Linked DNA regions of Columba livia: regions 1 and 2 are each linked to region 3. Evidence: chromatin contacts called from public Hi-C data. All regions are on one chromosome and are shown on one strand. The core of a region is the stretch at or near the end of the contact, and the rest is flanking DNA. Distances in the headings are between cores, read along the strand shown.

Region 1 (3,093 bases), core at 232-2,731, 72 kb before region 3:
GATCCTAAACTCTCCGGAGATCTCTCTTCCAGCACTGGCAATGCCCACAGCTTGCACTGAGACCTTGTATTCCAAATTTCATAGAAATCTACATTTCCTTTATGATCACATGTGTTAAAGGCATCTGAGGCTTTTTCCTTATAACAGGATGTCATTTGGTGGGGACACAACTTGAAACTATACCTACCTTATATAAACTCCAAGTTAGCTCATTAGCTACCCCTGTAGCCTGGGCAGAACATTTGGTCATACAAGGTAAACAAAACCAAATCCCTGCTCTAAAGTGGCCATAAATTAAAGGATTATTAAAAAAAAAAAAAAAAAAAAAGAAGGAAAAAATAAATCAGAAGTGGAATCAATGCCATCTTTTTCTCCTTGGTAACTGCATCAAACAAACAATTGGCTAGAAATCCCATTATATTATCAGGCTAATCTACTACTAACTTCTGGAAACAGAACCCTAATTGAAAGACACTCAGAAAATGGAATCCTTATTCTAAGGTTTTGATCAAGAAGAAACCAATGTCTTTGATTAATTTAATGGTTCTGGACATCAAGAAATAGATTTTTGGAAGATGAGAGGCATGAGTACAGAAAAATATTTCAGTATTGGGAAGATACTGGTTTCCACATAAATCAAGAAGAGAGCAGAGTTGATGAAGTGTGTGAGGAACACCAAAATGGTTTCTAAGTTTTAGGACAAAACACTTCAGATGATTTCTGGAACAATACTGGGAGAGACTGTGGCATAGCAAAGTCCCATAGCAAAGTCTTCTGCCTGTCAGACAAACGGGTTGTCTATATTGTCTACTGGCTAAAAAAGAGGAAAGTACACTTACAGAGGTAAGTATTTTATTCTACATTATGCCAAGCATTTTCTCAGAGAGCAAGCTATTTCAAAATTCTATGTCTTGGTTTCTTCATCTGTTATATGAATATAAGAATCCATACCAAATTTTACAGAAGAGTTTTGCAGTGCAAAACAATAGGGCTCAACAGAATGTTTCTTTAGCAAGGCAAAACCCAACACTGTTCAGTGCATGACGTTTCTCTGACATAACCCTATAGTTTCACTCTCCTCCCCTCAAGCTGTTAGCCCATCCTGGGCAGATCTGACCAGCTGCTGACCACCACATGGGGTGCTCCTCACCAGCAGCAGCGTGTGCTGGCTGCAGCCAGGAGCACAACAAGAGGTATTTTTTTTGCGAGACAGCACAAGCAGCAGTGAACAGGGAAGGAATGTGCAGAATGAAGTCCCACCGCACAGCCCCACAAGGGACAAGGAGAGTGGAGGAAGGCAGTTTTACTGCAGAGGGACACCCTATGAAACACACCTGTAGCTAATCAGGACTCATGTTTCCACTGCCTTCCCCTTCTAACAGTGGAGAACAGCATGAACCCTCACGGCGCTTAATAGCAAGTCCTACTACTGTTGGTGCTGTAGGAAAAGCCCTGCTGAGCCTCCCCAGCAGGTCCCTCTTTCATCGTCTCCCCCACAGCTGCCTTAACTGGAACAGCAATCAGCCTAATAGAGCTTGATAACCATCATCCCACCAAGGAAGGGAAAAAGGTACGGCAGCGCTGGAAATATTCTCTGCCATTTGCGAAAGGCTTCCTGTCAGTTGCTGCTCTCTGCAGAAGTGTATGTTTAAACACTCTACCTAGAAGACCGCTATTTTTAGTGCAGTGGTGCACTTCAAAGCATTTCCTGCTCAGAAAGTCACACCAAAAGTAAAAGGAGCAAACGCAATGGCTCTGCTGCCTCCCAGCTCCCCGATATCCATTGCAGAGGCCACCACATCGCTGCTCTGCTACACTTTCCAGAGAAACTGCACATTCCGGTGACTACTTAAAAATACAACATTCCCCAGGGATAAGTTGTTTTAAATAAACCTGCAAAACAGGTAACACAAGCACACGGCTAATTTTTACATATGGGAGGAAGAAGAGGGGGGGAAGTATGCAGGGGGATGGAAGAATTTAGCACAAGAATCTGTGTTCTGGTCTTGTACTAAATAGTTCCAGCTTTGATCTAAATTTAGGCAATGAGCACTTCCTGTGGGAGACCATCTTCCAAAGCTGAAGAGTTTCTGATGCTAAATATTTTCAGTGATTTTTATAATTGGGGTAAAGTGGTTATTTGTTTAAAGGCCTGGCCTTCAGCTAGCTAAATGGTTACACTATTTTATATTCCCCGCTATTTCCTCTCCTACTCCACACTGGACTTCTGTTTATTCAGCTCCAGGTTTCACGGCATTTTAAGTAGGTTTTAAAACTCTATTTACAACCAGCGGGAGCAAGAAAAGCCCTTCTGTCATTATCCAGCAGCCTTCCATCCAGCTGCAGGACTGGCTTCTCCTCACCTCGGTGCTGAGAAAGGTTCAGCATTTCAGCCCTCACCACTTCAACGTGACTCCTGCACTGCTTCGTGGTTTTCTGAACAGCCCCAACTCCTGGACCTTCCTGTACCTCCAGTTCCCTCTCTCCTGGGAGACAATCTCTGTCTTCAAATTTTAAGAAAAGGCAACACATCCACAGTTTATATTCCAAACCCCTCAAACCCCTCCCCTGACCTCAGAAACATGAAGCCTAAAAATAAAAAATGAATATTCACTTTACAAAGTTCATAGTACTGGGGACCTGATTTTCTAATGCTTGAGGCTGGCAATGCTCATATACACTGAAGTCTCTTTAAAGTCATATTTATAAGTTATTTGTTTACATTTAGGGTGAGATGCAACTTAGCTATCTTTAGTCATGAAAAAGGCACCTAGTCTAAACTAGCCATCCAGGCTACCACTAGTCAATGAGAACATCACTAAGGAGCAGCTTACCTTCCCAATTTGGGCACACATTAAAGGAGTATTTTTCTATTTTTCCATCAACGATAAAAGGAGCTCATAGGACTACCTGGACTAAACAGCTAAATTCCAGAGGAATTTAATTCTTGGGGAGTAAACTATCTGAAAGCCACGGTTTTGATCTACTCAGACACAATTTTTTTTTGTGATTACCAAATTCTATGTTTTTGCCCAGTATCAAATACGGAGGACTGAAGGATCTCTGCCTTCAATCCAGTATTTACTTCAGTAT
Region 2 (3,064 bases), core at 108-2,607, 82 kb after region 3:
GCGGCGGCCGGGCGCCCCGGGCTGCGCTCGCACGCAGCTGTGCGGTCGCGGCCTGGCTGCGCGGCTGCGGCGCCCCGCCGCCCGCCCCCGCGGCACAGCCCGGCCCGGCGCTGCGCTGCGCACACACACAGACGCAACCCCCGCGCAGAAAGTTACAGAAGTTGCCCGCTTTGGCCCCTCCAGCCCCGCGCGTCTCCTGCGGGCGCGGAGCAACGGCGGGGCGCCTCGGCGAAAGGGAAGAGGGCACCGGGCAGCGCGGCTCCTGCCCGGCGCGGGGAACGGGACGGCCAGCTCGGCCCCGTTGAGGGAAAACGAAGCGGCCCGCACCCTTGCCCGCCAAGTCGTTGTCACACGGGGAATGGGTGAACACCGCCCTGTTCCCCAAATCACCCCTTTTGTCACCGGGAAGAGACCCTCCCTCCAAGTTTCCCCATCGGTGTGTGCTTGGGAAAGAGAGGGGGGGAATGTCCTAACCAATCCCTTCAAAATTGTGTTCCGTACCCCAGCTGCCCCATCCTCTCAGCACAGGCAGGGCAGTTCCCTGCCCCCCCGCATCAGCCGCAGCACCCGTCGCCTCCCCGGCTCCTCGCACTTTCTCCCTCTACTGCCCCAAGCCAGGGGCGCGGAGAGGCGGCACCCGACCTCCGCCTGGCCTGGGAGCAGGAAACCAGCCCCCTCCACAGGGTGGGGTGCCGTATCCCTCCCTCCCCCGCTCAGCCGAAATGGGGGACGTCCCGACGAAGTAAGCCTGTGCCCCCCCCATCCGCCCCCGCCGGGCCCCCGAGGTGCGAGCACTATGCCCCGACGAGGGGCATCCCCGCGAACCCCTACCCCCGGTTCCCCACGGAGGGGGCCGCGGCTCCTGCCCCACTCCCCCCCGCCGCCGGCGCAGGGGAAGCCGCCTCACCGCGGCCGCGGTGCCGCCCGCCAACGCCGCCCCTCCGCGCACCGGCGCGGCCCCGGGCGTCCCCCCGGCATTACACAAGGCGGCCGTGGAGGCGCGGGGGGCTCGGGCACACCCCCAACCCCGCCGGGGCCGAGGGGGCGTGCGGGAGCCGTTACCGGGGTCAGTACCGTCTCCCGCTGCTGCCGCCAGCGCTGACCTTCGCTTTGTAAGATGAAGCTGAAGCTGGGGCTGCGGCCGCCATGTTCCCGTTTTAATAACTGCCTGCTTGTTTATTTCAATGGAGACCCTCCCACAACTCGCCCTCCTCCCCTTCTACCCAGAGGAGGGCTGGACGGGGAGGAGGCGGGGGGAGGCACAAGTCACTCCCCCCTGCCCCCGGGCACGACGGCAGCGGCCGGGCCCCGCGCTGGGGGAGGCCGGGCCGTGCCGTGCTGTGCTGGGCGGGCGGCACCGCGGCGCGGCCGGGGCCGCCGCCGCCCGTCGCCGATGCCGCTCGGCGGAGCGCGGGGCTGCCCCGCTCCCCGCCCGCAGGGACAATGGCAGCCGCCCCGCTGGCTCGCAGCGCTGCGCAGCGATCCCGGGAGCCTCCTCCCCGGTACCCGAACGGGAGAGAAAGGGGAAGGGAAAAATGAAAAAAGTCCTTCGCCCTCGGAGGGCCAGACTTTAAATGTGGCCCTTTGCGGTCCGCTCTCGGAGGAACCTCGCTCGCAAGCGAGACTGGAGCAATCAGCCTTAATAGGGCGTTCAGTGGGTCATATTCACAAAAGCCAGGGGGCAGCGGGGACGTTCTTATTTCCTTTTTTTGCCCCTGGAAAAACAAAAATAGAAAAGAAAAAATTAAGGAAAACACACACGTGCTGGAAATCGTGTCACAAATACACAGCATCAACTGTATCTCGCTCCCAGGAACTGGGGGATGAAGATAAAGGCTTTTTCGAGGTTGGAGGAGTGCATATGTGAGTTAAAAATTATTAAGGGCTGGAGGATGTTTGTTAAACATTGCCCTTTAGTTCAAGAAGCGTTCCACGCTGCAGAAATCCTATCTTAAAAGAAAAGCTTTACATTTTTGTGTGTGTCGATAATGGCGAGCTGTACTCTACACATGGTAACAATTGTTATTTTTTACATTTTCTTACATGGGTGTGCAGCCTCAAGTTTTTCTGCAGCTATCCACAGATTATACACTGATACTGGTGATATGTCTAACTCTGCTTGCAATTAGGCTTGTCCAATACTTTCTCGATCATAACTCTTATTTTTCAGATGGTTATATTTTGTCCTACTGAGCTGCATACAATTTCCCACACTTGTGTTTGACTCATTTATTTTAAGCTTTTTTCTTTCATTGGGCAAAAATAGTTCAATTGTTTCTCCAAACAAATTAAAATAGAACTGTCTTTCCTACCCTCATCTCCCATTTGAAAAAAAGTCTTTGCAACCAAATTGCTGAAAACTTCTAATATTTTCCTCTTCTTGAGAAAGAACTCGAGTATGGGAGGGATGATCACTGGAAATGTATTTGAATTGAGTTCCATTAGGAAATGGGGGTGGAGGGATTGTAGTTTGCATATGCTCAGTTAGAGCTTTGCTGCTAAATTAACCAGAGATCCTACCTACTTTAAATGTGACTGTTTTAGGGGGAGTACTTTTGGCATCATGTCCAGAAGAGCATGTTCCAGCACTGGGCTGCAGCAGCTGGAGAGGACAACCTTTCTGAATGTTCCTCCACATCAGCCATAATTGGCAGAGAAATTACTCTGTCTTCATGAAGCTCTTCTACCCTGCCTATACACAGGCAGGCAGCAAAGTTATTGAAGGTTAATTCTGTCTGGAGCGCAGAGAATTCAGAATATTACTTTGAAATGACATGGCAAATAAGGGTTGCTTGTATGAGAAAAAAACCTGGGGCAAAGAGTTCTGGAGAGAGAGAGCTTTTCCTCTGGCCTCATTTGTTATATCTGTGCAAATCTCTGTAGCAAATAAACTAGCAGTTATTCAGGCAATAATCTCATTTACCTCACAGTCGTGATTCATTGGTTCTCCTATGCTAAATGAAACAGTGGTCTGCTGGAATAAAAGAAGGAAAGGAAAGAAGGGAAGAATGGAAGAAGAATGTTTTTAATTCTATGACCATAAGCCATTCCATTGCACAGGTAC
Region 3 (2,913 bases), core at 401-2,900:
TGCAACTCATAATGGAAACCTTCGTACTTAGCTTTGAGTGATACTAGGAGAGTAATTTTAACTATTTTATTTCCAGCAATGATTAGGAATTATAAGCAGCTCTGTTATACCACGGCAAGAAATAATGATCAGAACCTCAAAGAAGAAAATGCAGGCACCGTAAAGCATGTGCCACTGGTAAATACTACACAGACAGTATATAGTATATTAAACACTTAATATAACCCTCTTTTTGGTCAATGTGTTAACATGTTTTACGTTTTATAGAAGCACATAGCATATTTATTAAGTAGAAGTAATTGTTGGAGATATTTCAGTTACAGGATTACAAAACTAGTTAGGCTATTATTTGCAAAATACCTATGAAAGGTACACATCCTTCAATTAGGTTTCTATTTTAATCAGTGAAACTACAGGAATAATCCCATAATATTTCAAATAATGTTTCAATAACAACATTTCAGTAACAACATTTCAATACCTTTTTATACTTCAAAAAGAACATGAAAGAACATAACTAGATAAAATCGCTTCCTTTCTGAAGTACGAAACCCATCTCTTTAATTAGTTTTCCTTTCTACTCCATATATTAAGAACATTTTTTCTTTACTGAGTTGCTCTTGGTTTTTGCAACTCCCAAGTATAATACAACAAACCCAGAACACCTATGTGAAGCTGGTACTTAGGAGGCAGAAAGCTGGCAATAACTGCCCCCGTTTTCAGGCGGAACAGCTGCCATCAGACAGCACTAATTCATTAAAGCCGTTAACACAACAGACACAACCACCTCACATTGAGGAACCATGCTGCTATTACACCTTTAGACCGAGGTTACCCCACGATGTTTTAAGGAGGTCTGTGGGTCACTCTGCCAAACCCCTATCTCTGGCCACTGCTGGGAGCGAGGGGCAGCACTCGGGGGGCTCAGAAGCCTCCAAGGAAGATCTGGGGCTTCAAGGAGTCCAGGCAAATTTTGACTGTGGCTCAAACCTGGATATCTGAGGCTGCTCATCAGTAAAAGAGGGGAATGCATGGGTGGTATTCATAAACAACCTAAGGCTTGTTTTGCTGATGGTTCTTTTTTTGGTGGGATAGGGGTTAGAAAACGGTAGAAGGCATTAATCTACAATAGTGTGTGCTGTCTGGCATTTGAGAAAGGTAGTTTTCGTTTTACTGTATTTAACAACCATGAAAGTTTAAAAATCTTATGTGACTGGATCAAACTCATGAGGTAGCAATCACTGAGTTGCTTAAGTGCCTTAAAGCTTCCAGCAGCAGCTCTTTGCTGCAGGTACAGGCATGGCTAAAATGAATACAATTTGTCTCCAAAAAAAGGGAATTAAACCCAGCAGCCCAAGTACAGTGCAAGCTTCAGCATGATTTTAAAAGAAAAAAAAAAAATCCTTTTCTTAATCCATATTTGAAAACTCTCTCTTCCTCCAAAAAGCATTTTTCAGTATCTTATTTAGCTTATTACCATATGCTTGCAATTTCTACTCTCCATAGAAGTCATTCTGGAAAACCAAAGGAAAATTTTTGTGAACCACAGATATAATAAAATAACCCCCTCCATGAAATAGTCTAAAAGCTTGGATTGCTTCTGCTCCACCTCCCCACATCTGGCACACGCATCAGATTACAGGCCAGAAGGCAAAGCAGAGAGACAGAAAGGGAGAAGATAGTGGCTGGATCACAACTAGAAGGAAGCATGCCTTCTATAATTCAGACATTTTTCCCCAAATGCTGATACGTCAAAGTGTGATAAATAAAACCAAACCTGGGAGAAGTCCACACACATGCGTGGACAGACACACAAAAACCCTGTCCCTCAACTCCTGCTTCAATCAGTTCCCCAAAAGGCAGTGAATTACACGAAATACGCTTGGACGACTTCAGAACCATCACTCTGTGCCAAAAGTGCAACTGGGCTTCTGATTTTGTTAACTAACAAGTTCAAGGGAAAGCATTTCATCTCTAATTCACAAGACTCACTTTTTCTAATTTGTGAAGTATTTCATAGGTACAAAAAAACCTGAAAGCCCCTGAATTGTCTAAAAGCCACAATATTGTCAAATAAACACAGTCCATCATCTGGTCTTTTTGCTGTTCAAGCTTTGCAAACTTACAACTCAAACAGGAAGATCTACACAAGGACGCAAGAAGCTAGTTTGAGGGTGTTGTTTCCCAAACCTCTCTCTGCGGCCACATTCTCCTCGTCCCTTCAACCCCACATCAGCAGCGCAACAGCATAAAACTTCCACCGAGTCTTTCAAGCTTAGCAATAAATCCGCTGCAGTCTGAATTATCAACATTATTCAGACTGTTCAAATGATTTTTTTGTTCCAAATGGACTTGGCACGCTGGTCAGGAACTCGTCGAGTCAAACACAAGCAACAAAAGTGGAATTCTTCTGGCTGAGCTAATTGATGGTCCTACAAAAACAAAACACGCAACTGCATATTCAAAACTTTCAAAGACGCACTGTATCACAGTTACGGAGCACCTTCCCCTCTGTGCCTGGTGTAATATGATCGTAATTGCTGTGAAAGGGTGAGAGACCGACTATATGTTTAAATCCTGCCATCTGTAGGTGCTTTACACAGTTCCATTTGCTGCTGCCGGGTCAAAAGTTTACCCTATTTTCGCTTGTTCATAACCAATCACACAAGTCTCTGCTATGTGTAATCTTTGACCCACTCTCAAAGCAATTTTTGTATTATACAGTCACATGATTATACTGAAAAAACCCACACATTTTATTAAGAATACATTTCTTGTTGGTTAGCTTAATAATTATTATTATTTCCATATTCAGTAAGCATACTGTACCAACCTTGTTCTTCCCAGTTAACTCCCTTGGAGCACAATCATACTGCTATGAATTCCCCCTGAAAAATGCTCCAGCATTTCTGG

Evidence for each region. A called contact is a pair of places that touch in the nucleus more often than the background predicts.
Region 1: a Hi-C map of crop shows a contact between it and region 3, with 1.6 times the contacts expected there. The contact joins two enhancer-like sites. A contact is called at or near these places in 2 of 2 Hi-C or Micro-C datasets (crop and liver).
Region 2: a Hi-C map of liver shows a contact between it and region 3, with 2.0 times the contacts expected there. The contact joins the promoter of NCOA2 here to the enhancer-like site in region 3. A contact is called at or near these places in 2 of 2 Hi-C or Micro-C datasets (crop and liver).

What each region holds. Positions count from the first base shown.
Region 1 is chr2:127,750,735-127,753,827 of bColLiv1.pat.W.v2, forward strand. The region is part of intron 13 of NCOA2 (nuclear receptor coactivator 2); the gene reads right to left. Among named protein-coding and RNA genes, the nearest start is that of PRDM14, 46 kb to the left of the region's middle. Within about 2 kb of position 1,482, at least 2 of the 3 cell types and tissues checked have an H3K27ac peak away from gene starts, as active enhancers do.
Region 2 is chr2:127,904,180-127,907,243 of bColLiv1.pat.W.v2, forward strand. NCOA2 (nuclear receptor coactivator 2) reads right to left here and starts at 1,358. Exons shown (of 25, transcript XM_065053753.1): 1 at 1,104-1,358.
Region 3 is chr2:127,822,146-127,825,058 of bColLiv1.pat.W.v2, forward strand. The region is part of intron 3 of NCOA2 (nuclear receptor coactivator 2); the gene reads right to left. Among named protein-coding and RNA genes, the nearest start is that of NCOA2, 82 kb to the right of the region's middle. Within about 2 kb of position 1,651, at least 3 of the 3 cell types and tissues checked have an H3K27ac peak away from gene starts, as active enhancers do.